6 separate regions of the Mus musculus genome follow, and regions 1, 2, 3, 4 and 6 are each linked to region 5. Evidence: chromatin contacts called from public HiChIP or PLAC-seq and promoter capture Hi-C data. All regions are on one chromosome and are shown on one strand. The core of a region is the stretch at or near the end of the contact, and the rest is flanking DNA. Distances in the headings are between cores, read along the strand shown. Region 1 holds the start of Gtpbp1 (GTP binding protein 1). Region 2 holds the start of Fam227a (family with sequence similarity 227, member A). Region 3 holds the start of D730005E14Rik (RIKEN cDNA D730005E14 gene). Region 4 holds the start of Ddx17 (DEAD box helicase 17). Region 5 holds the start of St13 (suppression of tumorigenicity 13). Region 6 holds the start of Dnal4 (dynein, axonemal, light chain 4).

Evidence for each region. Promoter capture Hi-C pulls out the DNA fragments that hold promoters and counts their contacts. HiChIP or PLAC-seq counts read pairs in DNA pulled down with a chosen protein or histone mark. Capture Hi-C pulls out chosen DNA fragments and counts their contacts.
Region 1: a contact with region 5 is called in a promoter capture Hi-C map of liver, with 4 times the contacts expected there. The contact joins the promoter of Gtpbp1 here to the promoter of St13 in region 5. A contact is called at or near these places in 3 of 39 promoter capture datasets (hippocampal neurons, liver and pre-B cells), 4 of 115 datasets of contacts at active chromatin or transcription factors (astrocytes, embryonic forebrain, pancreatic cancer cells and 1 more) and 1 of 9 other capture datasets (liver).
Region 2: a promoter capture Hi-C map of pre-B cells shows a contact between it and region 5, with 4 times the contacts expected there. The contact joins the promoter of Fam227a here to the promoter of St13 in region 5. A contact is called at or near these places in 3 of 39 promoter capture datasets (the 3T3-L1 cell line, hippocampal neurons and pre-B cells) and 1 of 9 other capture datasets (liver).
Region 3: a contact with region 5 is called in a promoter capture Hi-C map of pre-B cells, with 3 times the contacts expected there. The contact joins the promoter of D730005E14Rik here to the promoter of St13 in region 5. A contact is called at or near these places in 2 of 39 promoter capture datasets (the C10 cell line and pre-B cells), 1 of 484 Hi-C or Micro-C datasets (B cells), 1 of 115 datasets of contacts at active chromatin or transcription factors (bone marrow-derived dendritic cells) and 1 of 9 other capture datasets (adipose tissue).
Region 4: an H3K27ac HiChIP or PLAC-seq map of thymic regulatory T cells shows a contact between it and region 5, with 8 times the contacts expected there. The contact joins the promoter of Ddx17 here to the promoter of St13 in region 5. A contact is called at or near these places in 1 of 39 promoter capture datasets (pre-B cells), 1 of 484 Hi-C or Micro-C datasets (embryonic stem cells), 2 of 115 datasets of contacts at active chromatin or transcription factors (pro-B cells and thymic regulatory T cells) and 1 of 9 other capture datasets (liver).
Region 6: a contact with region 5 is called in a promoter capture Hi-C map of pre-B cells, with 2.6 times the contacts expected there. The contact joins the promoter of Dnal4 here to the promoter of St13 in region 5. A contact is called at or near these places in 1 of 39 promoter capture datasets (pre-B cells) and 1 of 9 other capture datasets (adipose tissue).

What each region holds. Positions count from the first base shown.
Region 1 is chr15:79,687,695-79,692,303 of GRCm38.p6, forward strand. Gtpbp1 (GTP binding protein 1) reads left to right here and starts at 3,202. Exons shown (of 12, transcript NM_013818.2): 1 at 3,202-3,404. The coding sequence starts at 3,213. It overlaps Josd1 (Josephin domain containing 1), which reads right to left and starts at 178. Exons shown (of 4, transcript NM_028792.3): 1 at 1-178.
Region 2 is chr15:79,656,613-79,661,028 of GRCm38.p6, forward strand. Fam227a (family with sequence similarity 227, member A) reads right to left here and starts at 2,344. Exons shown (of 18, transcript NM_029407.1): 1 at 2,069-2,344. Cby1 (chibby family member 1, beta catenin antagonist) reads left to right here and starts at 2,615. Exons shown (of 5, transcript NM_028634.3): 1 at 2,615-2,681.
Region 3 is chr15:79,891,344-79,896,391 of GRCm38.p6, forward strand. It overlaps D730005E14Rik (RIKEN cDNA D730005E14 gene), which reads right to left and starts at 1,795. Exons shown (of 1, transcript NR_030675.1): 1 at 1-1,795. Apobec3 (apolipoprotein B mRNA editing enzyme, catalytic polypeptide 3) reads left to right here and starts at 1,065. Exons shown (of 8, transcript NM_030255.3): 1 at 1,065-1,226; 2 at 4,068-4,215. The coding sequence starts at 1,174.
Region 4 is chr15:79,545,384-79,550,182 of GRCm38.p6, forward strand. Ddx17 (DEAD box helicase 17) reads right to left here and starts at 1,358. Exons shown (of 13, transcript NM_001040187.1): 1 at 812-1,358. The coding sequence starts at 861.
Region 5 is chr15:81,396,920-81,401,875 of GRCm38.p6, forward strand. It overlaps St13 (suppression of tumorigenicity 13), which reads right to left and starts at 2,775. Exons shown (of 12, transcript NM_133726.2): 1 at 2,566-2,775. The coding sequence starts at 2,675. It overlaps Xpnpep3 (X-prolyl aminopeptidase 3, mitochondrial), which reads left to right and starts at 3,219. Exons shown (of 10, transcript NM_001347075.1): 1 at 3,219-3,368. The coding sequence starts at 3,305.
Region 6 is chr15:79,770,559-79,775,749 of GRCm38.p6, forward strand. Dnal4 (dynein, axonemal, light chain 4) reads right to left here and starts at 3,909. Exons shown (of 4, transcript NM_017470.2): 1 at 3,801-3,909. It overlaps Gm30977 (a long non-coding RNA gene), which reads left to right and starts at 3,970. Exons shown (of 4, transcript XR_875488.3): 1 at 3,970-4,228.

The DNA.
Region 1 (4,609 bases), core at 1,952-4,451, 1.7 Mb before region 5:
TGCTGTCACGTGAGGCCAGTCCCGGGCTCCTTCCCGCTGCCTGCCCGGCGGGGACTGTTCGTCTCCCCGACGCCGCCACCTGGAGCTTGCGGGCCGCCACCTGGCCCACGCGCGGACAAGCAGGCGGCGGAGCGGGCGGGCACGCGCACCTGAGCCCGACGTCAGCGGCGTTCACTCCGCGCGCGCCCCAGACACGCCCCCGCGCTGACCCCGCCTGCCAACCTCGCGTCACCCCTGACGTTGTGTGACGTAGCCAACGCGGGCTGTTGGTCCGGTGGAGGTGCTTAGAGGTCGCGGAGCCGTTGTGCAGGGTTGTGGAGCTCCGCGGTAGCGGGGGAGGTCGACTTGTCGCTTCGCCGCAGCTCCGCCCCGGCGCCCACTCCCGCCTGGACGCCGCAGGGCCCTCCTCCCGGCAGAGTGCTTTCTTGAGCCCGGGCAGCGGCTGCCCTGGCCCACTTATGTTCATCAGATTTCCTAACACTTTACCGACGCGGTCGGGCGTAATCTTGGTTGGTGAACCCGACCGCCTCCAGTTTTCTTTGAGAGCTGAGGGCAAGACTCTCGCCGGGAGTCATATTTCAAATGGAAACCTGAGTTCTATTTCAGATCCTTGGTGTCGTATTCCAGTTCACTTCACACAAACCACTGCCCTTTTGATCAGCAACCTTCTCTTGATGGCTGTCACAAGCCTTCCTTTCTGTGTTTTCTTTTCCCTTCTGATCCTTCTTTTTAGACGTGTGTGTGTGTGCGCGTGTGTGTTCTCTAGTTCAGCTGGTCTCAAACTCATTACGTAACCAAGAATGTCCAATTTGTTCAGGGCAAGGGATCGAACCTTGGTAAATGCAAGACAAGCACTCTACCAACTAGAGCTCCGTATTTTGAGTTTAGCTGAGTACATTGTGTCCAAAGGCAGACTATTTACAGTTTCCCATGGGTTTAAATTAAGTCACTGTTTCTAACTTGCCTTCCTATCGGATTTTTGTTAGGGAAAACAACAGATTTGCACTTTCAAAGTAATGGTTTCTCTAATCCTCATGATCACCCCAATCAACAGTATTGTGCAACACATCTGAGAGATTACCACATGATAGGGCATCCTCTACCTAGACTACTTTTGAATTATCTTTTTGTGTGTGTGTGTGTGTAATGTGTAAACTACCAAACTGTTACAGTGTATTTACATAGGATTTATCTCCTAGGGACTTGCTGTTCAACCAGAATTATTGTAAACATCTATTAATTAACTGATGAGTAATTAATTATTGTTAAGCAAATTAGACTTTTTTTTTCTTTTTCAGGGAGAAAAATACAGCCCAAAGAAGTCGATCAAGTTGTTTGAAATCATTATGTCTATAGTGAATTAAGGGTTTGAGCTTGGACCAAATTGTTTTCAGAAAGAGAATGTAAAGATGATTAGGAATTACCTCTCAACTGTTACTTTTTATATTTATTCTCCAAAACATTCAATTCGAAAAGCAAGTATTCAGAATATATATCCTTTCTAGGCAAAGTCCTATAGTGAGAAGGACAGTCTTTCCCCCCAGCCAGATAGCAATGTATTCTGAAACTGAACTTTTTCTGGCCATACAATGCTAAATAGCAATCGAAGCAATAGAATTAATACAACTGTCACCTCTGATCACCCCCAGCCAAGCAGTGAGCAACCTCCAGTTGAATTCTTAATACTTGGGGATACTGTCAGAATCCACAGATATAGGGTTACGGTCCACAAGACTGCCTCTCACTTTAGGAGTCCGAATCTCTGGGTCTGGAGATATAGCTCAGAGTTTCAGAAGACCTGGGTTGGATTCCCAGTACCCTAATGGAGGCTAACAATCGTCTGCGACTCTAGTCCAAAAGGGTTCCGGTGCCCCATTTAGACTCTACAGGCCCTGCACAAAGGTGGCACACAGACATACACACACACACACACACACACACACACACACACACACCATTCATACAAAATAAAAACAAATCTCAGTAAAAAACCATTAAGGTCAGGTTTCCAGCAGCATCTGCTCACAGACTTGGTAGTACGTTAAAAATGAGGACAAGACTCTCCCCGAATTAGGTGACGGCTATATTGTACCCTTTTCCTTACTTACTATATACATCCTGTGGTCCAATCCCTAAATTTCTCGTACTTCCTCAGGCGGCTGCTCTTTTTTTTAATCTATTACCAGGAGGAGTGGCCAGGTCCAGCCAGCATAATTAGATCTTGGTAAAAAACAGAACTCACCTAATAGTCTAAATTTTTCAGACATTTGAAACGGGAATTTCAGGTACACGAACGGCGGGTTTTTTTTTTTTTTTTTGGACTGGGACTTTCCACAAGTGGCAACTGAAAAATAAGCCACAAGAAACTACCTTGACAGATCCTAGACCTGTGGCTCAGCTGTTCACCAAAAACGTGAGGGGATTTACGCTAGAGTTTGGGCTGTCAACATCTTTCTGTTCACTCAGTTGCTCTCCGAGGAGTCATGAATGGAACTCCCTGAGGTCAGCATTTAATTAATTGTCTTGGTCTGGCGGCTGTAATATTACCACTCCTGGAATACATAGCATCGATTCTACTATAAAAATTGCCTTGCGCATGCCAGCACGCCGGACACAGTGTTGCAGCAACTGCCTTCAATCATTCGGAGTGCCAGGCTCATTTCACAGTTTACTATCTGGGTATGCGGCGGCCAGACGCGCGGGACTTAGGGAGGACAAGATTGGGTCCCGCCCTTGTCCATCATTTTGAGAGGCTCCAGGCGGGACTGTTTTGCAGTATGATTTGGAGGCTGGCCCCGCCTCTGGAAAGTGAGGTGGGGAGTAAAGAATGGATGCCTCTTTTCATTGGATTGTTGTCAAGTCAGTCAAACCTCTGCTTCGCTCCCGTTGGCGGGAAGGATCCAGGCAGGTAGCGTGCACGCTGTGTTGGCCCCACTAGAGGTGGGACCAAGGCTCCCGACCACTACGACGTTTGTTGTTAGGGTTTTGGTCTCATTAATTATTCATTAAAGTATTTGAGAGAGCTGCGACGATTGGTAAATGAGAGACTGGGTCTTCTGTGTCTCCGCTAGAGATACGTGACAGTCTCGGGAGGCGGGGAAGCCGCGCATAAATTATTCTAACAAGAAGGGGCGGGGCCGAGCATAAATTAGTTAAATGAGCCAGGGAGGGAGGGCGGGCGGCCGGCTGCGAATTAGCTTAAGTTCTTAAAGATGGCGGCGGAGCGGAGTCGCTCCCCGGTCGACTCGCCGGTGCCGGCCTCGATGTTCGCCCCCGAGCCTAGCTCTCCGGGGGCGGCTCGGGCCGCCGCGGCCGCGGCCCGACTCCATGGCGGCTTCGATTCTGACTGCAGCGAGGACGGCGAGGCGCTCAACGGCGAGCCGGAGCTGGACCTCACCAGCAAGGTAGGCCCGGGAGGCGGCGGCGGGGCCAGGGGTACGCGGAGGGGCCGGACGGTCTCCGAGGCGACGGCGGGCAGCCGGCTGTCCAGTGGCACGGCTCACGGGAGCGCTGAAGGGATGCAGCCCGCCCACCTGCCGCTCTCCCGAACCTGCCGGGCCCGGGCCCACTCTCCGCACCGGGCAGCGTCCACCCGGCCTCCCGCGCTTCCCGCTCCCGCCTCGATCGCTGCCACTTGGCTCCGCCACGTGGAACGGGGTTCCCGACTCGGGCCGCGCGCCCTGTGTCCCTGTCCCCGTGTGGATCAGCCCGCCCTCCCCAGGAGGGGGGTCCCTGAGACGCAGGGTCTTCCTCTTCTAGGAGCATCCCGGAGGACCAAGTGTCAAGGTGGCTTGGGCAGGGGGCGGGATACTCACGAAGACAGGTAGCCAGTCTAAGGGGTGGCAGCCGTTTCTCTTCCTGGTCTCTGGAAAGTAAACAGAAAGTAGTTGCTCAGTCGGCGAGAATGATGTCCGAGGAGCGTCCTCTTTCCGTGTCCACCCAAATAAAATAAAAAGATGGGACCGACAAGATGGCTCAGCAGGTAAAGGGGCTTGCCTCCTAAGTTTGACAACCTCAGTTCGATCCCCAGGACTCACCTAGTGAAGGAGAGAACTGATTCGTACACCGTGGCACTCGTCGCCTTCCCACACCCTGCCTTGTTATAATTAAAAAAAAAAATAGGCATGACCCTCAGCCTTGCCACTTACGAGTGGAGCCACCTCTTGTATTCATGCAATATGGAAGGGCATCTTTAAGTAGCATCTTCTGCGGTGTTGAGAAGGTAGGCAGAAATGAAGATCTCACCACTTACTTGGCATTGTGGAAAATAAGAAAGTAACTATAAGATGTTACTGGTGTTTAGAAAGTGTCAAACATCACTAAAGAAACTGATGCCAAGGGAGGGACTGGGCTTCCCTTCCAACTGTTGCCATTAAAAGGGTCTGTGACCTTAGGAAACTTTCTTAACCTCTCACTTCTCCAGCATCTCATCAAGAAAATGCAGATGTGTTGCAAAAATTAGAAGAGAGCTGGGCAGTGGTGGTGCGTGCCTTTAATCCCAGCACTTGGGAGGCAGAGGCAGGTGGATTTCTGAGTTCGAGGCCAGCCTGGTCTACAGAGTGAGTTCCAGGACAGCCAGGGCTACACAGAGAAGCCCTGTCTCGCAAAT
Region 2 (4,416 bases), core at 1,094-3,593, 1.7 Mb before region 5:
TGGGGCCCGGTAAGCTTTCTACTGCCGTTGTCTGCAGAGGAGGGAAAGCAAGCTTCATTGAAAGCCGCGCTATGGCAAGCACTGTGCCAAGTGCTGGGGGTGGATGCGTGGGAGCTGAGGAGCCCTTCCCCTTGGGGCATTGTGGCAGCTGGGACTGCCGATCCCCTGCTCAGAGTTAGCATTTGATAGCATGTGAAATGCAGACTGCGGTACTGGTCCTCCGTCACCATCAACGTCGAGCCACTCGGTGACTATTTACTGAGGACTTCCCACAGACTAAAAAGTGTGCTCCAACTGGGCACAGGATGGTAAACTGAGCCAGACTGGATCCATAGCCCTAGTGGGGCTATTGAGGTAGACTTGTAAAATTAAAATAAGTACATAATTATAAAGTATAATTCATCAAAATTCTGTATGTAATGATGAATTATATAACTCATGACTGCTTCCAAAGAAAGTACATAGGGTTATGAGGTGACAGTGTGGTTTTGGGTATTTGTTGTTGTTGTTTTTGTTTTTGAGACAGTGTCTCACCATGACGTAGCCCTGGCTGGCCTGGCACTTGCTATGTAGTCCGAGCTGGCCTCCAACTCACAGAGCTCCTCCTGCCTCTGCCTCTGAAGTGCTGCAACAGTTTGTTCTGACCTAGTTACGGAGGTCAAGGTGCTGAAGGAAGAGCAGGAGTTAACTGGCTGATGGGGAGAAGAAACAGCTCCCAGACAGAGGGCAACGAGGCTGGAAGGAAAACACTCCTGGATGCTGCCCAGCCCCACGGCCACTAGCCACACACCAAAACAAAAGTTCTGAAATTTGGTTAGCGTGACTAAAGAAATTAATAACCAATACATGGTAAAAATTTAAAATATTTGTTTATTCGTATTTTGGACAAACCGAGTTAAGTGCAACAATAGTCAAGTTAATTTAATCTGTTTTGAATTGACTTGTTAAAAAGCCTAGGGCCGGGTATGGAGCACTAGCCTTTAATCCCAGCGCTCTGGAGAAAGAGGCGGGAGGACTTTTGTAAGTTGGGAGAGCAGCCAGAACTACATATTGAGCCCCAGTCTCAAATATCAAACAAACAAAGCGGGGCTGGTGAGATGGCTCAGTGGGTAAGAGCACCCGACTGCTCTTCCGAAGGTCCGAAGTTCAAATCCCAGCAACCACATGGTGGCTCACAACCATCCGTAACGAGATCTGACTCCCTCTTCTGGAGTGTCTGAGGACAGCTACAGTGTACTTACATATAATAAATAAATAAATAAATCTTAAAAAAAAAAAAACAAACAAAGCAAAAGGGTAGGGGTTGAAGGCAGGCTGGGTGTGTGTCTGTAATTCCAGCACTGAGAGGCTGAGGCAGGAGGATGAGATAAGGAGTACCCAGGGAGACTTTATCTCAAAATACGAAAGGTGCTTCGGGGATAGCACCGGTAGAGGGCGCACAAGGTTTAATATCAAAAAGCTTCTAGAGCCTGGCGGTGGTGGCGGACGCCTTTAATCCCAGCACTTGGGAGGCAGGCGGATTTCTGAGTTTGAGGCCAGCCTGGTCAACAGACTGAGTTCCAGGACAGCCAGGGCTACACAGAGAAACCCTGTCTCGAAAAAAACAAACAAGCAAACAAACAAACATACAAACAAACAAACAAACAAAAAAACTTCTAGAATGATCGCAACTTTCAAATGTGTTCTGCTTTATGTTTCTGTAGCGGTTGCTACACTAGATATGGTTGATTTTGATGTGGAATTCTCTCTTCGAACGCTGTGTGGCAAAGGTGGAGGAAGACTGCTTGGAGCTGGGTCCTGTCCTTTATGGTGGGATGACCTCGTACACCCACTAGGCAGCCAAGAAACGCCTCCTGGATGGCCATTTCTTCATTTACCAAACCGAGCTACAATGTCCTTAGGACTTGAGGAATCCTGGAGCTGACTCTCCAGTTCTCTACCCCTTGTACACTGGGCAACCTTCCCTGGACCTCAGTTTCCCTTGCTTGTGGGAGTGTGGAGGAGGCAAGACTGGCAGGAGCCAGTTTGCTACTGGCAGGGAGTCGTCATATCTGTCCGTCTGTCTTACCTGAAAGCTTCGGCAGAAGCGTCAGGGCGGGTTCCGCCACCAGCCCCTCCAGTGACCGGACCAAGCTCCGGATGTCCGCCAGCATCCGCGGCCCAAGGGGCGCGGTTTGCTTTGTGGCCGGGGCGGGGGAGCTGCAGGTCGGTCCATTTTGCTACTGTGAGTCCAGCCTGGGTCACCACTTAACATTTTTAACACAACAAAGCAGCTTTCGGCCTGCTTTGTTGCCAAGGAAAACGATTACTATGACGACGGCGGCGCTGACCCGGGGACCAGACCAACGTATTTAGGGGGTCATGCCTCTCCCAGCCTATGCCACAAGGCATGTGTGTATCTCCAGAAGTCGTGCCCAAGGCATGTGTGTATCTCCAGAAGTCGTGCCCAAGGCTTTCTTCTATTCGTGAACCTTAGAGAGTCCGCAGGGGCTCCGCTGCTTCGCGGAGGCTCGTCTCGGAGCTGGCTCCCTCTGCATTCTCAGTGGTAGAAGCCAGAGAGGCTGCGCATGCGCACGATGGTTGCCCGGCGCCGGCCAATCGCGGTCGCGGCGGTTGACGCGGCCTGGGCAGATCCTTGCAGAAAGCTGCAGGCTAGCTCGGGATTCCGGCTTCGCAGACAGGTACCTCTGGGAGCGGCGGGCGGATATCCGTGCCAGTAGTGGTGGGTGGGATGCCCGGGTACCCCTGGAGAAGCGGGCAGGCTGGACCGTGGCATGCTCCGCGGGCACCTCTTGCGACGGAGACTCGGAGATGGTGTTTTGACCCCATCCTTTGAAGGTCTTCTCCTAACCCGTACAGAACTCTTTGGGTTTTGTGACCCGTGAGACTGGCTGGCTCTTAACTTTTTCGAGACACCTTTCCCTTTGAGAATCCAGTGAAAACCAAAGATGCTTCCTTCCTTTATTTTTTGTCAGAATGAAGAGAATGTATTTTATAGCCTGATGCAAACTAAAGCTTCGCACAGTAAGTGCATTTCCCTGTAAAGGGGGACAATTTGATCTACTTCTCAGGGTCATGGTGAGCATCAAATGTCCCAACAGTTTGTAAACATGAAAGCACTCTTAACCTACGAGCTGCAGGCTGTTATCATTCGTGATTATAAATAAGGGACGTCACTGGCCGGAGAAATGGATCAGAGTCTCAGAGAACTGGTTGCTGTTGCAGAGAACTGGGATTCGATTCCCAGCTCACAAACGCCAGTAACTCTAGTTGTAGAATCTGCAGACACAAGGCACGACCATGGTATCCCAGGCAAAACACTCAGACACATTAAAAACAACAGCAAACAAAGCCTTTGAGGCCCTTGGGGGATGATAAAACGTTGGACTCCCCAGAGGGTGAGCAACAGGGTTGGTTGGGAACCAAGTGCAAACCTTTAATTTTCTTGGCCCATAGTCTTCTATGAGAGAGCTTCCCTAAAGAACCCTAGGATACCTTGAACGGTGTGTGTATGTGTGTGTGTTTAAAAAAAAAAATCTGTGAAGGGGACTAGAGAAAAGGCTCAGTGAATGTGGGTACTTGCTGCTCAAGTGTGAGACCATGGATTCAAGTCCCCAACATCTCAGTTAAAAGCCTACCACAAGCCGGCGCGTGGTGGCACACGCCTTTAATCCCAGCACTCGGGAGGCAGAGGCAGGCGGATTTCTGAGTTCGAGGCCAGCCTGGTCTACAAAGTGAAGTTCCAGGACAGCCAGGGCTACACAGAGAAACCCTATCTCGAAAAACCAAAAAAAAAAAAAAAAAAAAAGCCTGCTACAAGCTCGGACCCCTGCAATGCTAACACTGTTGGTGGCGGAGACAGGATTGCTTGTGCTCGCTGGCCGCCAGTCTAGCTCCAGGTTCAGTGAGAGACCCCATCTAAAGGGAATGCAACAGGACACCTGACGTCCCCCCTCCAGACTCCGAATCTGCACACAAATATTAATAAAGTGGATACACACACACACACCTACCTGCACATATGCATGCATTCAGCACATAAACACATAATTGGAAAAAAAAATGTACCATGAAGCCTTGTGGTTTTATGACTTCTCTCTACTTGTTTTATTTAAAAAGCTGACCTCTTCCCCGAGCCTAAGTGATGTTACTGATTTTATGAGCATTGCAGGACGTTGTGCTGTGACTAAAGCTAGTGTGCCGGTGAGTGTCGTGATACTTATCGAGACTGTGATAAGTACCGCTCTGCATCCGGGAGTGAAATCCGGGTGTCGCTTCATGGCTTTAGGATGCCATCCAGGCTGAAGTTCCCGTACTTGGTGATGTTCTTACTGGCCAACGGGAATGGTAGAAATTTCCTCCCTGGCTCCACACTGTGATGCTGGCGAGGCCAACTCGTGACAGAGTTGCCTGAGG
Region 3 (5,048 bases), core at 545-3,044, 1.5 Mb before region 5:
AATATCTTGGCTGCAGGGCTGGTATTATTAGCACTATGTCCTCCTTTGGATCTGAGTTTGGTGCATTTTCTGGATCTACTTTTGTTATATTTTCTTTTTATATGTGTCTACTTCCGACTGAAGTATTATTTCCCATTAGTGCTGTTATATTGTGTCCATTTGTTTTCCAAGACAGTAGAAAACTACACACACTCCCTCCCCCACCAAGTTCAACAAGTTTGGCTTTGTAAAGAAATAAGGATAGCCTTCCACCAGATGGGGGCGCTGTGACACGCTCGCCCTACAGGAACTGGCTACTGTGCCCAGAGCCTCTGTGGAGAGCACCGTGTATACCTGCACACGTGTATCCCAAACCACTGGAAGATTACTTGACTCCGTGTGCATTCACTCCTCCAAAGAACGCTAGCTGAACCTCAATAACCAGAAGCGTGCACTTGCTACATTTGACTGGTCCACGCTACTGCCCTCGAGAGACACAGGTCTGTGAGAACAGTAAACTCATTTCGGTCTCCCTCATCTGCAGGGAAACAAGCTTGGATGACGGGCTCTGATACCAGCTCGGCCACCTGCTGCTGGCTGATTCGGAGCCATCAATGATCCATTTTTGTGCTCCCCGTTGATCTCAGTCTAGCTCCACACCTGGGGCAGTTGGGAAATTAGAGGTGAAGGGTGCCAAAATCCAAGCCACAATTAGAAATGCGAAGCCAGGCTGTCCCCTCCCCTCCTAAGCCGAAGGGAGAAAATGTAAGGGTCCCCACTCCTTAACACCTACAGAGTCAAACCCTTGGTTCAACTGGCAGCTTTGGCTGCAAGCTCGGCACAGGATGGTCTAGGCAGGTTGGATGGAGACGCCTGGGGCCACCCTTGGGGCGTCTGTCCTACCCTCACCGCGGTCGGCATCAGCTTCTCTCTACCATCAGTTAGTTTCCCTTTCTCTTTGCGATCCCCGCGGGCCGCTGTACAGAGGAGCAGGTCTCTGCCAAGCCAAGGGACAAAGAGGTGGGCAGGAGCCTTCTGGGCTTGATCGCCTAGAGCCCTCCCATTCCGGGAGCTGATGCAGGAAGAAGGTGGGGCCTGCATTCACTTGGCCCGGGAGGTCAGTTTCACTTCTGGGGGTCTTCCATAGCCTGCTCACAGAAAATGCAACCCCAGCGCCTGGGGCCCAGAGCTGGGATGGGACCATTCTGTCTGGGATGCAGCCATCGCAAATGCTATTCACCGATCAGGTACCGCTGGCCCCGCTCCTCCAAAATTTTCACTGCAGTCTCTTCCTGGTGGCCCCCATTTTGCTGTATACCGAGCCTCTCCTCTAGGTCCCCAGCTCCCGATTCCTCTCTCACATTCTCCAGGATACTCCGTAGCTCCCACTCCCCTCGAGGGTCCTTGTTCTGAGCCGCTTCGGTTACCTTATAGCTGCTTCTAAACTGGCCACCCTGTACCCCTCTCCACGTCACCCATATTTCTTCCTGTTGAGACTTCTCAGTCTGGGGTTACTCGCCTTTGGGTCTTCATGCTGATCCAGGGCTAGGCTGGTCTGGGCTTCAAATTTTAAAGAGAAATCCATGGAAGCAGACTTTGGACGACCATGTATGGAGAACTTTCGATAGATGTCCTAGAATATCCGTGCTGTTTTAACCCAACCTCAGGGGATACTGGGAGAAGAGGGGACCACTCTCTAAGGCAATGTGAACCACCTTTCCAGAAGTAGCCACTCTGAGCTGGGAAAGGGAAAGGGTAAAGAGAAATTCCCCTAACACACCCATTGCCTGGATGCTTGTGGAGACTTCTCGGAACCACACCAGTCAGCTAAGAGAAAAAGAGAAATAATAGGGGGCGGGGTTGGCACTGGAGAGAGATGGCTCAGCAGTTAAGAACCTTTGTCACCTTCCACAGAGGACCAACTGCTACCAGCAAACACATGGTATGGCTCACAACCACCTATAACTACAGCTTCTGGGAATCCAAGGCCTTCTCCTGACCCCCAGACATGCACATATTAATTCAGAACACATACACATATGTATACATGCCCAATGGCAAGAGATGTGAGTGGCCGGGTGTGGTGGCGCACGCCTTTAATCCCAGCACTCGGGAGGCAGAGGCAGTCGGATTTCTGAGTTCAAGGCCAGCCTACAAAGTGAGTTCCAGGACAGCCAGGACTACACAGAGAAACCCTGTCTCGAAAAAAACAAAAGAAAAAAAAAAAGAAAGAGAGAGATGTGAGTGTATTTTAAACCTACATATAAGAAGAAAGTTATACTGCCTACTCCCTTGGGTGACATTCTGATTTTTGTCCCTTCTCCTGGTGCCTGTGATGTCGGTGGAGGCCACTGTCCCGTGGGCAGCCCAGCTGCAAGTGGTGCGTGCATGCGTGGGTGTGGTGGAAATGCAGGCTTTAACTTCAAAGCTAATACTTTTACCCGCTGAACCATCTCCCTGGCCCGTCTTTCGAACCAATTCACCTCACCCTGAGCAACTTTGTCCTGTCCAGTGATGGATAGACCTGTATAGAGAGAGGCGACAGTCATATCACAGAATAGCATGTCTTCAGTCTTCAACAGAAAGCCCCTGGCCAGCTGTCTGTCTCCAGGATTAGGGCTCCTGAAGCCAGTTATCAGCAATTATCTGTTAATAGCCTTGTCCCCTGGGTGTGGCCTTGTAACCAGTCCCAGATGTCACCTCTCCTTCCAGAGTCAGAGATAAGCCTCCGATCCCATTCTTCTGACCAAGGCTTGATAGACGTCTGATTTTTCCAGCTCTTTTCTACAGGCTGCTGGCTATGAGGGAAAGGGTCCAGCCTGGGGTCCTCCCAGGCCACTAATACCTAGCCAGCTTTGAGGGAAGGGATCCAGACTCTGTCTCCTGATTTTTTTTTTTTTTTTTAAGATTTATTTATTGTAAGTACACTGTAGCTGTCCTCAGACACTCCAGAAGAGGGAGTCAGATCTCGTTACGGATGGTTATGAGCCACCATGTGGTTGCTGGGACTTGAACTCCTGACCTTCAGAAGAGCAGTCAGGTGCTCCTACCCACTGAGCCATCTCACCAGCCCCCTGTCTCCTGATTTTTGGTTGTTATTATATTGTGGAATTTTATTGTGATGGTGGTGGTAGTTTGGCTGTGTTGTTGTTGTTGCTGTTCTTTACATTCTTGTCTCCCTCTCCCACCCTCCCCCACCCCAGCCCCGACAGGATTTTACTATGAAGCCCTGGCTAGCCTGGCACTCACTATATAGTTCAAGTAGGACTCGACCTTGGCATAATCTTCTTGTTTCTGCTCCTTAAAGACTATAGTTACAGGCTTGGGCTTTCCCTGTCTATTTGGGGGGACCCTCGCCTGCAGGGTCAGGGAAGGACTTGATGAGTTCAGGTTCGAGAAATCCTGAGACATTAGATTGCCCATGTGACGTTAGGAATTTCTCTAACAGTATATAGTGTGGTGGGCCTGGGAGATGGGCACAGTATATAACTCGGGCGCCCATCTGGAAGCCAGGGGTTGATGTCAATTGTCTTCCTCAGTTGCTCTTCCCTTTATTTTTTTGAGTCTTTCACCAAAATGAGTTTGTGGGTTCCAGCGGGCTGGCCAATGAGCTCTTGGGATCCTCCTATCTCTGATACCTCAACTCAGGGTTGTAGATTCACAACCCCCATACTTGGCTTTTATATCTGCTCTGAGAATCAGGACTTGTGTGCAAGCCGCTTTACTGACCAGTCATCTCTCTGGTCTCATTTCCTTGATTTTTTTAAAACCTCCATCCCACATGGAGGTGTCCCGTCTGGAAGGAGCTGCAGCGAGAGGCTGAAGAATCTTGAGCCTTTCATTTCCTCAGGCTGTGCATGTTCTTGGGTAGGACTTGGAGGTAGAACAGCGTGGGGCCCAAGTAGGAGGGCACCTCTCTGGCGGCAAGATTTGTCTCCTCTCCCTCTGTCTTCCTGCTTGGAAAGGACTCCAGAAATTGTCAAAGGTTCAGGGAGTTGGGGGTGCCTCAGGACTTTTGGGGCCTTGTTCTGCTTGGGGTCACTCCAGGGCACACTCTGCAATTTCTGTTTTCTCTCTTGTGCTTGCAGAAACCTGATATCTCAAGAAACATTCAAGTTCCACTTTAAGAACCTAGGCTATGCCAAAGGCCGGAAAGATACCTTCTTGTGCTATGAAGTGACTAGAAAGGACTGCGATTCACCCGTCTCCCTTCACCATGGGGTCTTTAAGAACAAGGTACTGAAAGACCCCCGAGCTGGGTAGTCAATCACTCTGAGGAGACCCTCCCAAGGATCAGCGAGACCACGATTCGGATGCAAACAGCAAAAGGCTTTATTGGGAACACGGGTACCCGGGCGACTCAGTCTATCGGATGACTGGCGCGCCGAGTGTGGAGTTCTTACCCTTTTTATAGGGCTAGGGCTGGGGGGCAAAAAGCGCGGGTACAGAAGCGAGAAGCGAGCTGATTGGTTAGTTTAAATAAGGCTTGGGGTATTTCCCGGTCATTTGGGGAACCTGAAACTGAGGTGGGACTTTCCAGAAACTGTTGCTGGTTTCGCTTTATCTGAGTACCATCTGTTCTTGGCCCTGAGCCGGGGCCCAGGTGCTTGACCACAGATATCCTGTTTGGCCCCTGTCCCAGTATTATTCAGCCATATATTTTAACTAAACTTCCTTGTAACTTTTGAGAACTCAGCTCTGGTACTTTTTCATGCCTTGCAAAATGGCGTTACTGCAGCTAGCTTGCTAAGCCTTATGGTGGGGTCTTTCAGTACTAGGCTAGGGATGTAGCTCAGTTGGTGGAATGTTTACCTAACATTCATGTGAGTCCTGGGTTTGATCTTCGGCAGCACAGGAAAAACTGGCATGGTGGCTCATACCTTGAATCCTAGCACTCAGGAAATGGAGTCAGGCGGACCGGAAGTTCAGGGTCATCTTTGTTTATGTATCGTTTGAGACCAGCCTGGGTTGTGTGAGATCTTATCTAAATAAATGAACAAACAAACAAATAGCCAATAAAGACCAAAGGCCTGCGGAGGTGGCCCCAAGGATAAAGCACTTGCCACAAA
Region 4 (4,799 bases), core at 108-2,607, 1.9 Mb before region 5:
CAATCTGTAATAATGGCCAAAACCCAATCTTTAGGAGATTTTAAGGCTAAGTCTAATAAGGATAATAATGTGGCTCCTATGTGTTATTTCCACTGGGCTTGCTTATAATCCCAAACTGCTTGGATCTTGAATAATGACCTAGGACAGAATAAAGCTTCTACAATTACGATTCCTTTACAAGGCTTATTCTGATTTTTTTTTCTTTCTACCACTGCCCTCACTTTGAACTCTGCTAACTGTTCTCTTGTTCTGATCTGTGTAGCCCAGGCTAGCTTTGAACTCCAAGCCTGACTCAGTCTCTAGTGCAGGGTGTGCCACCTCAAGGAGTTCTCTTGATTTCAACAGGCTTTGTTAGTTTCAAAAAAAAAAAAAAAAAGTCACCCGCAATTTGGATCTTTTGGAAAGCAACTCCAGCACTTCCCATTCCAATCTGATTCCACTTAACCAAAAATATAACAGAAAGGGAGTAAAACCTAGTTTAAAACCAAAAAAAGGCCTTTTCGACTCCAGTCCCTCTCTAACAGGGATGGCTAACATAGCGGAAAAGAAACGATCTCAAGCAGCTTTTCCTAGATTAAAACTTGAGCATCCGGATCCTCCCCCAGACAGACACTGCGGCCGGCCTGCAGGGATCAAATGATCAGCGAGCGGGCCAAGAGAGGCGACAAGGCTGGCCTGCCACTTCCGAGCCAGGATCGCGGTCCGCAGAGACGTCCGCCCAAGCCTGAGGCCTGCGCGCCGCCGCCATTGTACGGCGCGAGCCTCAGGGCTCTGCGGGCCACCCCGCCCCCCGCCCGCACCTCCCCCTTACCCTCCACGGTCCCTGTCACGATCCCGATCCCCAAAGCCGCCTCCACGCATGGTCCCAAACGGATAAAGATCTGGGAGCGGGGCACGGATGACCGAGCTCGGGAGGGCCTGCGGCTCGGGTCTAGTGATGACCGATGGCGGCGGCGGCGCCTCCGCTGTTGGGGCGGCGGCAGGCGCGGCGCTGTCTCGCTCCGACGCGCTGTCTCCCGTCGCAGACGCCACCGTCGCCGCCTCTCTCGTCGGAGACGGGAGCACAACTCAGAGAATCGGGGTTGTTAGGACAGTCGGGAGGTCTGGTCCCGCTCAAACCGGGCGGTGCCACGGTTGAGGCGTCTCCCTTCCTTCCCAGCAACTGCACAAAATGGCGGCGGCCGCGGAGACCGCTCCAACTTAACGCTACGCACGGCCCAGACGCTACGTAAACAGCGTCTGGAGGGCTCCGCGCGACGCCACGGACATTCTCGGAACCGCTTTACGTCGGTGACGGAGATGGGGGCCCTGGTCGGCCCACCTTAAACAAGGCAATGTGCGCAACCGGCGTAGGGTTCTCGCACCGCCAGCTCTAGAACGTTGGCTGGGGGTGGGGCGAGCCGTCGGCACGACGTCACAGTGTTGGCGTCGTTGGCCCGCCCACTATTGCGGGTCAGCGCAGTCTTCGTAGCGCATTCTGTTTCGAGAATGGACTTTTCCCGGCATTCCGAGCTCAACCCGGCGCTTGAGGCCGGCCTTGTGCAGACATAATGGTAGCACTCCACGTAGCCTTAGTCAGACTTCCGGGTCTCTGGGCAGTAGAACCCAGAGAGTCTTGAGGCCGCTTTCTTGGTTCCAACGTCCCAACGCCGTGTGCCCCAAGCTGGCCACACAGCCCGGCGCCATTTCTTTCCCGTCGCTTTTCGCCGCGCTGGCGCCGCAGCCATGTTGGATGCGTCGTGTCGCTCTCTTTCAGCGGCCAACAGCCTGGCTGGGCCAAAAGACACCCTGTGTTTCCCGCGTTTCTTACTGAGGTGCTATTTTCCGAACAAAGGGTTGGCACCTTTTCCTCTGGCCGTAGTTGACGCAGAGGCCACACCTTCCCAGAGTCCTTTCTGAGGTGGGCGCCTTGGACCTTAGCCACCATGAAAATGGGTGCCTTACCCGGGTGCCCCACTGCAGAAGCGGTGGGTTTGACAGGCTAGGATTTGCAAACCCTATCCGGGGAGGGCAGGCTGGGCTAGGCCGCCGGTGCCACCCAACTCCTAGATTGCTTTCTTTGGCTCGCCATCCCTGCGCACTGCCAAGCCACACAAACTTGGACATAGTTGCTTTACTAAATTGTGGAACTGCTGGGTTCCTTGAGACCTCTAGGCTCATTTCTACCGCCGCGGAGAATGGAGGCCGGCAGACTGGAGGCTTAGTCTTGTCTCATGTCCTGAGTGTTGCTTAGGTTAGGAAAGCCAGGAGAGTAAAGAGGCGTCTTGAGAAACGGTTCATTTGTCACTTCGGCCATGGAGAGCCAGGCATTGTGCTAGTTGCTGGGACACTGGGGATCCAACACGTTCCTTGGCACAGAGCTTTATTCTCTAGAGACGGAGAGGAGACAGATGACAAATGTGTATGTTAGACTTTTGCTGACTTGGAAAAGAAAATGGTGTTGAGGCTGTGGAACAGTGCTTGCTGACCGTGACTGAAGCCCTGGATTCAACACCCAGCACCTCCAAGAACAACAGCAAAAAAACACTAAAGGGAAGGCCATACTTTAATTCCAGCACTCGTGGGTGAATCTCTTGAGTTAAACGCCAGCTTGGTCTACCAAGTGAGTTCCAGAATAGCCAGGGTGACACAAAGAAACCCTCTCTCAAAAACCAACCAACAAACACCAAAGAAACAAAAACAAGAAAGGGGCTAGAGACAAGTTGAGGAAACGGGATGACATCGGGTGCTCTCAGAAGGCATCCCCCATCTATCAAATGACATTTGAGCTGAGGTCTCAACTAAGGTCCTTGCTGCCAAGGGGGAAGATCAATTATGCAAAGCCTGAGTCCAAGAAGATGGAAGCTACTTAAAGAGCTTGGTTTCCTTGAAGGTGAAAATGTCTGGTTTAAAGTAGCGGCATAAAGAAGGACCCCTTTGACTGCAGTGCAGAGAATCAACTGAGAGGCAGCTAAGGCAGGAACAGTTAATCTAGTGAAGGCCCAGTGTACTGTCTCTTTTCTTTAGTCTCTCTGAGTTCTAGGCCAGTCTGGTCTACATAGTAAGACAGACAGAGCTACAGTGTGAGACCCTTTGGACGTGGCTGGGTACTGAAGTCCAGGCAGGAAATGGTGGGACTTGGTGCAGGTTATTACTGCTGAGAGAAATGGTTCAGTTGTGTGGCTGGAGCCAGTGATTTGCTGGTGGTTGGAGAACCAAAGGTTAAGAGTGGTTCCTGGTGTTCCCTAGGAGACAATGGATAATGTATGGAGGTGTTAACAGTCTATACCCTAAGAAGACAAGTTAGGCACTGTGATGGTTTGTACATGCTTGGCACAGGGAATGGCACTATTAGGAAGTATGGCCCTGTTGGAGTATGTGTGTCACTGTGTTTGGGCGTGGGCTTAAGACTCTCACCCTAGCTGCCTGGAAGTCAGTATTCTCCTAGCGGCCTTCAGATGAGATGTAGAACTCTCAGCCCACCCTGCACCATGCTGCCTGGATGCTGCCATGCTCTGCCTTGATGATAATGGACTGAACCTCTGAACCTGTAAGCCAGCTCAATTAAATGTTGTCCTTATAAGAGTTTCCTTGGTCATGGAATCTGTTCACAACAGTAAAACCCTAACTAAGACAGGCACCCATCCCGAAGAAGTCAAAAGGGACAAATGAATCATTAAAAAGGAAAATGTGGGCTGGTGAGATGGCTCAGTGGGTAAGAGCACCCGACTGCTCTTCTGAAGGTCTGGAGTTCAAATCCTAGCAACCACATGGTGGCTCACAACCATCTGTAACAAGATCTGACGCCCTCTTCTGGATTGTCTGAAGTCAGCTACAGTGTACTTACATATAATAAATAAATAAATAAATAAATAAATAAATCTTTAAAAAAAAAACAATTAAAACCCATTTAAAAAAAAAAAGGAAAATGTATTCAGTGTGGCTACTTTGAGAAGATACACTGAATTTCTGTGCCCTTCTTTCCTATCTAACCACATTCAATACATCTTTTCTGCATTTGCTTCTTTTTAACCAGAGACGGTACCCCTAAGAAGAAAAACTGGGTAACCAGCCTTCTTACTGTCATGACATAAAGGAGGGAGACATCTAGAGAATGAAGGCCAGAGATGCCGACCCCCTCTAAGTGTGCACTGTCAGCACCCAGATAAAGTCTGTCTATAATTTATGTGCATTGACATTTGCCTGCATGCAAGTCTTTGTGAGGGAGTCAGATCTCCAGGACTGGAGTTACAGGTGTGAGCTGCTGTGAGGGTAGGTGCTATAAACTGAACTCTGGTCTTCTGGAAGAATAGTGCTCACTCTGAACTAACTAGCCGTCTGGCAAGTGCCAAAGCTTATGGATTTTTGTAAACACAGAGTTCCACTCGATAAAGAGGTCGGAGACCAAGGAAACCAAACTCTTGGCATTAGTGAAAACGTGCTTAGCTCAGTCCACCTCCCCTCCCTCTTTAAATCTAGGAAACAGCTGTTGTGTGCACTCACTGTTCGAGGCATGTGCTAAGAGTTTTCATTATTTTAGTTCATCGGTTAATCCCACAAAACAATAGGGATCTCCTAACGGGATGCTGGGGAAAGCCAGTGGACTACACTTAGGGGAGGGCCTCACTTATTATATTCATTGTTAGCTGCTGACATCTCTCTACAGATGAGAAGGCTGAGGTCCAGGTTACACAGCTCATCGGGAATCACACATTCAGTACATAGAACTGTAAGGCAGCAGCCCTCACCTTGGAGCTCTAGATGCCTGTGGCTCTCCTCAGTGATGACACACTGTCTCCAGACACTGCTCCTTGTCTCCA
Region 5 (4,956 bases), core at 1,525-4,024:
AGGTCCATTTACCCCAAAGAAAACTACCCCACCAGCTTTTGCTCATGTCTTAAGGAGTGCCTATCCACACTCTTGAAACACAGCTTTAATGTGTGGGGTTTTGTTTTATTCTTTATTCTGGAGGGGAGGGACCAGTTTTTAATTGGGTCCTGCTATGTTTGGCCAGGCTGGTCTGAAACTCCTAGAATCATGGCTGCTGCAGCCTCAACCTCCAGAGTAACTAGGAACTCAGGCACATGTTGACCCACTTTTCCTCCTTAACAATCCCAGCTAGCAGGCTGCTTTCCTGGGCAGGGAAGGGTATGCTGGAACCAACGCTAAGCCTCCCCCTTAAACCCCCTTAGGGTTTTTTCTTTTTGGTTTTTCAAGACAGGGTTTCTCTGTGTGGCTTTGACTGTTTTTGAACTCCCTGGCCTTAAACCCAGAGATCCTCCTGCCTCTGCCAACAAAGTCCTGAGATTAAAAGCATTGTGACACTACCACTACCACCTGACTAGAAGTACTTTCCCAAAAAAATCCCTTCCTAGGCAACATTTGTGGCCCTCCTTTTAACCCCGAGGAGTCTCCTCCAATATGTAAACTGTTAAACTATTAAAACATAATTATAAAAACAAACTTTGTATCATTTCTCTGTGCCCTGAAACAGTATTTAGGCAGCTGTACTGACATGAGACGGACCTCTTCCCTCACAATCAGCCTTAGACTTGAGAAAGCAGCATTAGCTTTGCCATCTGATGCGATTTAAATACTGTGAGAGTTAAGGAGATTACATCTCATCAACTAAGAGTATCTGCTGTTCTTCAGAGACCCCAAGTTCATTTCCCAGCACCTATATGATGGTTCACAACTGTCTGTGACAACAGTTCCAAAGGATCAGATTCCCCACCCTGGCTTATTAAAGTGCAAGCAAATACACGAAATAAATACATCTTAAAAAAAATTAAACATATAAAAGGGTCCTTTCTAGGTGAAGAGTATCAGGGGTTGAGCTTCATTAAAGTTAAGCCACTTCCTCTTAGTCCACCTTTCCCTGAGAAGACTGTATTCTAAACCACCCAAAACGTTACATACTGGGGCTGTTGAGATAACTAAGTGATTAAGAATAATTGTTGCTCCTCCAGGAGACCCAGGGTACAATTCTCAGCACCCACAGTAATAGCTTGCAACCACCAGTTCCAAGGAACTGAATACTCTTTTCTTACAACCCTGGGCATCAGGCATACATATACATGCAAAACACCCACTACACATAAACTAGCTTGAAAAATAAAATAGCTGGTGTGTTGGCAAATGTCTTTAATCCCAATAGTTGACAGAGACAGGGGCAATCTCTGTGAACCTGAGGCCAGTCAGGGCTACATAGCAAGTTCTCAACCAGCAAAAAAAAAAAAAAAAAAAAAAAAAATTTAAAAAAAAAAAAACAAACTTACACATTATTTATTAGCTCCTTCCCTTAATCTATCTGGACTTGCAATCACCTGGCCAGAAAACAACCTCTCAGAAAGGCTGATTTACCAGAAGATATGCAAAAAGCTTGGAATAATTATCTTTAAAGAAGTAAAGTGCTTATACAGTCCCTGAGTCCTTCACTCCACACAGTTGCTTTCAGACCTTCATGGCTCAGCCTGCTTGTTTTTTCTAAGTTCTAATTGAAAAATATATAAAACTTTACTTTTCCCCATCTCTTTTTTTTTTATATTAACCAAAGACCCTAAACATGCACTTTCTCTGAAGACCGACCCTCCCCCATTTCTACAAGTGCTGGTGAGCTTCCATTGCTGACCCTAATTCAGAAAGCATGACTTAACATCCTCCCTCCCCTTGGCAGCTGTAGAGATTTAGTTTGTTTGTACTGTTGCGTTTTTCACCCTCAAATTCTAATGGTGCCTAAGCTTTCTTCTAATTCTGTCTTTAAAATCTTTTATCAACGAGACTAAAACAACAAAAAGGAGAAACCAATTCCCCAGTAATACTGTTTCCCAGCAGCTGGCACAACAATCATAGTACGCAGGCGAAATACTCTCCAGTTAGTCCTGCAAGCACACTGGTCTTTGAAGGAAAAAAAAAAATTCCTAAAGTAGCTGAAGTGACAGCGCTACAACTAACGTGGGTATAAATAATTCCCAACAAAATTCCATGCAATTAAAATCGTTGTAAGGCCAAGTACAGATAACTGAAGTTATAGAATAAATAAGTTACCACTATTAATATTTTAAACGACACATGGGTCAATGCGACTTAAACAAGACGCCAGGTTCAAGAAAAACAATCCCTTAGTAAAAGCTTTGTCTTCGTTCGCGCATTATTTCCACTGCTCAAATATTCACAACCCAAACACACCCCCATAAAGACTTAACTGCGGGGGGTGGGGGGGAACCAACTCTAACCTCTGCTTTTCCACCCCTAAGTTGCCCAACGCTCCAGATCCCTCCGAGAACCTCTCGAAGCCACTAAGAGCCACGAAGGGGCCTAGAACCGCTCCCCTCCTCCCTACGCCAGCTCGGGGCCCACTCCCCAACCCCCAACTTTCCGTCCCCAACGGTCCACGGGGCCCAGGGCTCTCACCTCTCCACCCACTCCCTCAGGAAGCGCATTTCCTCGGTGTGCAGGACGCTCGGGTCCTGCCTACACATCTTCACGAAGGCCCGAAGCTCGCTCACTTTGCGGGGATCCATGGTGGGAGGCTGGAAGCTGAAGGCGGTGGGCGGCTGCGGAGGCACGATGCCAGGCCCGGGAGCGGCTCAACGTGACCAAGTGGAAGGGGGCGGCTGCCGCGAGGCAGAACAGACTAGAACCTCCCCGGCCGCTGGCTCCTCCCCCCCAACGGCCTCGTGACCCCGGGCCTTCGCTCGCTCATTCCCACTCCTACCTCTGGACCTGTGCTCCGCCTAGAACCTTCTAGAAGTGTAGCTGCCCGTGACAATGCCTGCTTCGATCGGCGAACAGTCTCACTCGGATTCTTTCCTCTGACCTAATTCCCCGGGATGGATGAAGGACCTTGTGTCTGTGCGCTTTCAAGCGGGACATAGGGAGACATTTGGAATAAGATATTTCTTCTGTGAAGATGGGCATTAAGCAGAACGAGACGCCGCATGGAGGAGGGGGGAAAATAAATAAATGCCCGTGGGGCCGGCGCGCCCAAAACCTAGCCGAGTGACGTCACTGCTCTGCGCCGCCCCGGGAAGAAAGCCCGCGAGCCGCGCCTGCCGGAAGGGGCCGAGCAGTTGACTGGTTTCCTGGCGACGCGGCTGTGCTAGTGGCTTTCCCCAGAGTTTGTACTTTTCCTGACCAGTGGTTACAGGCCATGCCGTCTCTGCTCTCAACCCCCAAGCTGGCTCCCGTTCTAGCAAGGCTCCGCGGCCTCTCAGGTTAGAGTCTTTCCTGCCGGCGTCCCCTTCAGGTTCTTCCTTTGGAGAAAGCCTAAAGCAGCCCAAAGAGCTACAAGTTGATGATCCGTGGTTCTTCACCAATCGGCACCTGATCCCCCCTCACCACCCACGGATTTTTCTTTTGATCGATTGCTCTGGGAAAGAGTGGGCTTTAGGTTCTGTTATTCTGGGAAAGCTGGAGTGACTGAAGAGGAGGGAACTCCAAGGGATTGTCTTCAAAGTTACTCGAATTCTAAATTGGTAGCTTTTATCATCACACTTGACTAAATTGTTTAATGTCAAGTAGCGTGTGTGTGTGTGTTAGGTCAGGGTAAATCTTTCGCCTTTTCATAGGTTTCATCGGAGAGCTAGCTCAAAAGATAGAGCCGGGCTGTGGTGGCGCACGCCTTTAATCCCAGCACTTGGGAGGCAGAGGCAGGCGGATTTCTGAGTTCGAGGCCAGCCTGATCCAAATACAGAGTGAGTTCCAGGACAGCCAGGACTATACAGAGAAACCCTGTCTCGAAAAGAGAGAGAGAGAGAGAGAGAGAGAGAGAAAGAGAGAGAAGAAACACGTCTAGAAACAAATGCTTTGTGCAATTCAGTTTGTAAAGAACTAAGCGAGGGACGTGCCTAAGTCTTACATAAACAGTCAAGGTGATAGAGCACGGAGAATGTGAACCCTCCGTGTACAATATGGTGAGCAATTAACCTAACATAAAATTTTATACTGGAGAGTGAGTCACCTACTTTGTAAGGAGACCTAATGTTGGATTATACTTCAGACGAGGTGTGCAAAATCTGAACCAGAAAATAGGGTATTTGACATTAAAATTGATCTTGATATTTGCATGTGATACTTGGATTCGCTATTTAAAACTGCACCATTGCACGGAGCCTATTCTGTAATCCTGGTAGTTAAGATGTGCCTTTAACGGAAATGAATGAAAATGTGGCAGGCCACAGACTGTGACTAGACTAGAACCAGCTTTTTGTTTCGGATCGTTGACTTTCTTGTAGCTTCGTGTAAATCCTGACTTGATCCAGCTTTAGGACTAAAACACATTAAAAAAATCTAGTAAATATATTATAGTTTGTTTCTGAGGAAAAGTAAGTTCAGCATCTTGTTATATTACCACTAAATGGTTTGCGGTTTTTTTAGCTTCAATGAAGGAGTGACATTGAATCTTTACCACTGAGGGACTGAGGGACTGAAACACAGTTAAGCCAGATGTTTGTTATGTGATTGTGTCCAGTCTTTTATACCAATTCTTTGTCTTAATTCTGCTCGGTAGAATCCTTTTGCAACTTCTCATTTCATGAGCCGGAAAGTGCAGTTTCACCCAGGAACTTTTTGAGTTAGCTATTGAGGGTGCATCTCTACTTCACCCCAGTTGCTTACAGTCAAAGGGGAGGCAGACAAGCCACCAATGACATTACAGCTGAGTGGTTATAGTCTCAATCCAGCTGATAAGAGAACACAGCAAAGAAGAGAGGAATGCATTTTTTTTTAATTTTTTTTACATTTTAGTTATTGTTATCCTTGGAGTTTAGGTTTTGAGTCTCATAAATAGGACTTGAAATATGT
Region 6 (5,191 bases), core at 2,659-5,158, 1.6 Mb before region 5:
AAGGTCTTTACTTTTTCTCAATCACACTGAGGCCAAGGGAAAACTTCGTTATGCTTTGATCATGGAGAGTGAGGAAGAAGAGAAGGGAAGGAAGGGGAGGAGGGGTGGGATTAGAAGAGACATCTGTTGACTCGTTGAGCTAGGCGACTCAACATTTTCTTTGTCCAACACCTCGTGCTAAACGACAGTGACTCACACCGTACACCCCCATGGACATGCCCAAATTTGGATGCGTTCCCAAACCTTTTTGTAGGAGACAAGTGTAATAAAAAGTAATAACCATGGCAGCCGTGGGCTCTGCACAAGAGCAGCTGCTTACGGCACGGTTTACGCAGGCTCCCGCCCCACTTCTTCTACACTCAGCAGAACAGATTTGAACGAAAGGAATGAAAGGTGACGATATCACAGGATCAAACTGCACGGAGCACTGATTTATTTCCTAGGAAACCGCTGACAACTGCTAAGCAGCAGTCACACCTTACAAGTGATCACATTCTCACCACGTGTCCCGAGTCCGGACCATACCCCGCAGCTCGGGGATGCAGTCTCCTTTACTATCCCGGAATGAGTATTCCAGTGGCAGGCACATGGCAGGAGTCCAAAAGATATCCAAAATGTAGTTAAAGGATATTTCAGCAGCCTCCTGAGAGGGGAGAGGACCATTCAAAGCCATCCAATAATGCTAACTACTGCAGCTGGGATGGCTCGGCCTGGTTTGCCGCACAACCATGAGGGCTTGAGTTCGGATCCCCAGCATCCACACAGACGGCTGGGTGTAGAGCTGGAAAGATGGCTCCCCGGGTAAAAGTGCTTGCTGCGGAAGTCAGACACCTGCCTTCAACCCCCAGAACCCATGTGAAAGGAGAGACCCAGCTCCAAAAAGTTCCCCTTTGACCTCCACGTGCACACTGGGGGAGCATGGGCATGCTCGCACCCCCTCTTTCTCTCATGCATGAGTGCACACAACCAGAGTGTTTGGGTGCTGTGCTATGTGCCTGTAATCCTAGAGCTGGGGACACAGGGACAGGAGGATCCTGGGGCTTGTTGGCCAGCCAGTAGAGTCAATTAGTGAGTGACAGGTTTGAAGAGAAACCCTGTCTAACAAAACCATAAGGTGGTGAGTGATTGAGAAAAATAGCAGTCACCCATCTTTGACCTCCACACAGATGTCCAGACACATGTGCAGGCACTCCTACACATAGAACATGTAAACACACACACAATTTTTAGAAACATGTATTTACTTAACACTGATCTTCAGCCAGAGCCCAGGAGAAGGATTCTACACACAGGCTCTCAAAAATTCATCACCCCCCAAAACCTGTCAGACAGACACAATCTCTTCTCCCTGTGTCAGTTACCACTGAGGAGCACACGGCCTGAGCCTAGCAAAGTGACTTTCCATCCAGCTGAGACACGGAGGGCCACAGCCCCACACCAAGTGTACACGATTTCAAGACCACGCTTTTGACAACTCCACTATAACTAAGCAAGAGGCAACGTAGATGAAAACTGACCCAGGAGTTGTGGTTTGTGGCAGAAAGGCCCTGTCATATGGGCATAGGAGGAGACTCCGGACTGAGAAGCAATGCAGTGGACCCAAGAGAAAGTTCAAGGCTTCCCAGGACTGGGAGAAAGAACACAATTGAGAAAGGAGGGGGGAAAAAAAGCTGGGGGTGGGTTGTGGAAGTGTAGAGAGCCCTAAAACCCAGGCATAAAAACTTGGATTCTACTGGATGCTCACAGTCAGCTATTGGATGGATCATGGGATCCCCAATGGAGGAGCTAGAGAAAGTACCCAAGGAGCTAAAGGGGTCTGCAATCCTATAGGTGGAACAACAATATGAACTAACCAGTACCCCCAGAGCTCGTGTCTCTAGCTGCATATGTATCAGAAGATGGCCTAGTCGGCCATCATTGGAAAGAGAGGCCCATTGGTCTTGCAAACTTTATTTGCTTCAGTACTGGGGAACGCCAGGACCAAGAAGTGGGAGTGGGTGGGTAGGGGAGTGGCGGGGGAGGGTATGGGGGACTTTTGGGATAGCATTGGAAATGTAAATGAAGAAAATACTTAATAAAAAAATTTAAAAAAAAAACAACCTTGGATTCTGTTTTTGCTCTCACATAACACAGGGTGGCTTTGAACTCACTGAACCACTGAGCTCCTGATGACCTTGAACTTGTGATACTGCTGACACAGCCAAGCCCTTGGGTTGCAAGCATCACGACCTTGCCTGGCTTCTTGGAGCTTTCAGGGTGGCTGGCAGCACAGAGGTTGGGGAGTTGGATTGACAGGGATGGCAGCCAGGAAGCTACAGCGATCAGCCCAGAAAACAGGCCTAAGAGGCCAGAATGGTCTCAGGAATGGGGAGGGTGTGATACCCCACGGAGAGAGAATCAAGGTAACTTGATAACTTTCTCAGAGGGATGAGCCTACCAGAGCATGGAAGAAACCAGGTAGAACAGATAGGCAGGCCAGCTTGATGCTAGCAGCTGGCAAAATGCAAATGGAGACATTTAGTCAGGAGGAAAAGATGGCAGAGTCATGGATGGTTGGAAAAGGGAAGCTATGAATCCTCGTATCACTGTACCAACCTCTTTCAGTTTCCTCACTCCTGTACCCCAAGAATTCCTAGCCACAGGGGAAGAGCAGAGCCAGACAGCAGGCCTGAGGTTCATCTGCAGACAGTGGCTACTGAGTGGGATACTGCGCAGGAAAGCACTGGGCTCTTCCCAGGAGGGAAAGTGTGAGGTCATAACAGACAAAAAGAAGAAATTAGGGGGTGGAGGTCAGTTTATAAAGTGCTTGCTACAAAAGTATGAAGACCAGAGTTTTCTATCCCAGCACCCGTGTAAAGGGCTGGGTGAGGCGGCCATGCCTGTGAGCCCAGCATTGGAGAGGCAGCTGAGAGGATGGATCCTTGGAAGCTCATTAGCCATGAAGCCCAGTGGTGAGCTCCTGGCATCAAAGAGGGAGACCCTGTCTCAGACAATAAGGTGGAGAGTGATTGTGAAAGACACCGAATGTTGACTTCCAGCCTCCACATGTAACTGCACACACAGGAACGCACATACACACAGAAAAAAGACAAGTGAGCAAGTACCGTCTACACTGGACTGGACCCTTTGTACTTCATTTGCCAAAGGAGATGAACTTCAGACTATTGGCTTTATAGATGCACTGACTGGTGCCCAGAGAGATCTTAGGTAGTTCTTACCAATGGGAATCCAACTTAAGTTTGCCAAATTCTTTGCATTACATAAAAGGTTAGGAGAACACACATCCTAAGGGGCGTTGACAGTTAAGTCCCACAACATCATGCTAGGACGTCAGAGTCCAAAAGGCCTTTGCGACCATTCAACCCAATTTCGACTTTATAGATGGGAAGACTGAGTGCCCCCCGTCGGGCAATAGTCAGCCTAGAATCCCAGAGTATCGCCAAATCTCCAAACCAAGTGATCTGGGACGAGGCGATTTAGACCACCAGTCAGCAGCGAGGTGGTGCGGGGACAAAGTGCAGTGGGAGTCAAAACAGGGAGGATGCGAGGGCATGGAGCTAAACAGGACCCAAGATGAGTGAGGAGGAGCGGCCTGCAAAGTGGTGCTGGTGCGCAATGTCACTGCCAAGCTCCGTGGTCTCCTACGTGGGACAAGGGGAGGTCCTGGGCCGGGAACCGCGGGCTGGGGACCTAGGTGGGGCCTAGCGTTGGGCCAGGCCTTGTCCGCCCCGCGCATCCTCCCGCCCTCCCTCAGGGCCAGCCCTCCCCGCCGCGCTGCCCTCCGCACTCCGCGCCCTCACCTGCTCCCGCGGGGGCCGGAGCCGAGGCCACAGCCAGCGCACCCCCGCCAGGGTTGTCAAGGAGCGAGCCAGAGTGTCTTAGCAACCATCACGGAAGTCCCGTCCCGTCACCGGACGTTGACAGCAATATCACTTATTATTGGTGTAGAGAAGTGCCAATTAATTCCGAAGGGGCCTAGGAGGCCGGAGCTTACGCGAGGGGCGTGGCTTAAAGACCGAGGAGGTGGGGCTTCGCTCATAGTCGTCTTAAGCCTGCCGGAGCAGCTGCGGACAGGCAGAAGTAGTCTTTGTAGAGGAACAAACTTCTTAAAGCTGTATTGCCCTGGGAGTTTTCGACATCGAAAATGACAAATGCAGTTTGTTGGTGTCGTGACGCTGATCTGCTATTTTACGACGACCGCAGGAGCCTGATAACCACCAGAACTTAGGTAGTGTTTTAGTCCTTTACAGTGAGTGACTGTCTCATTGATTCGCAACACAGTGCTTACTGTTAACAGCATCCGTGATCCCGTCTGGGCCAATGTGTAGAACTAGAGAGACTGAAGGAAAGAATCAAGGCATAACCTCAGAGAAGGAATCCAGATCTTTCCCTTGTGCAAACCCTCCAGGGTTGCTTTGTCCCAGGGGCTGGGAGACACCTGTACCATCAGATGCAGTTGTCTGGAACCTGCTTCTGATTCTTGGAAAGAAATGACCAAAGAGTGTTAGAGCCTCTTGCTGAGGGGAAGGTGAAGAAGAAGAATGGATCAGTGGAATGCCCCATAATCTAAACATTTATTCTATGCGTATCATGCAATCATTAATGAAGCCCCACTAGCTGGTGATTCTGCGGAAGGCACAGTTCAGAAGGTATAGAGCCATGAGAAGAAATGGAATCGTTTCCGCGTGCTTCTATAGCAGAGACTGGCAGGGTACTGGCTCTTTTTAAGTGGGACAACGAGGCGGGAAGAGCCCAAGATGACCAGAATGCTAATGGGAGCGGGACAGCGGTAGCTCCAAGAGGCCTGGGTGCAGGGTCAACGTAGTAGGAGTGCAGGGTCAACATAGTAGGTCAAGTAGAGGGGAAGACAAAGAAAGAAGCAGGGCAGAAGAAAGAGAGGTTTGAAACACAAGTGGCCCCTGGTGTGAGGTGAGATAGAGTCATTGGTTGCTGGAGAGCTTTGGGGAGAGTGGTAACAAGGTCTGATCTGGGACAGTGGATTAACCTAGCTTGAGTGTACAGACCCAGAACACACACATTGGGCTTGGTTTGAGACTTGGCAGCAGGAATTCAGCTCAGCACACGACAGTTCCTAGCTAGCCTCCCTGGAAAGTTCTGACTGTCTGTGGCGAATCTTACTCAGCCTTCAAATTTCCTTAATCCTCTTTTCCAACTTTCTCCAGGAGATGAA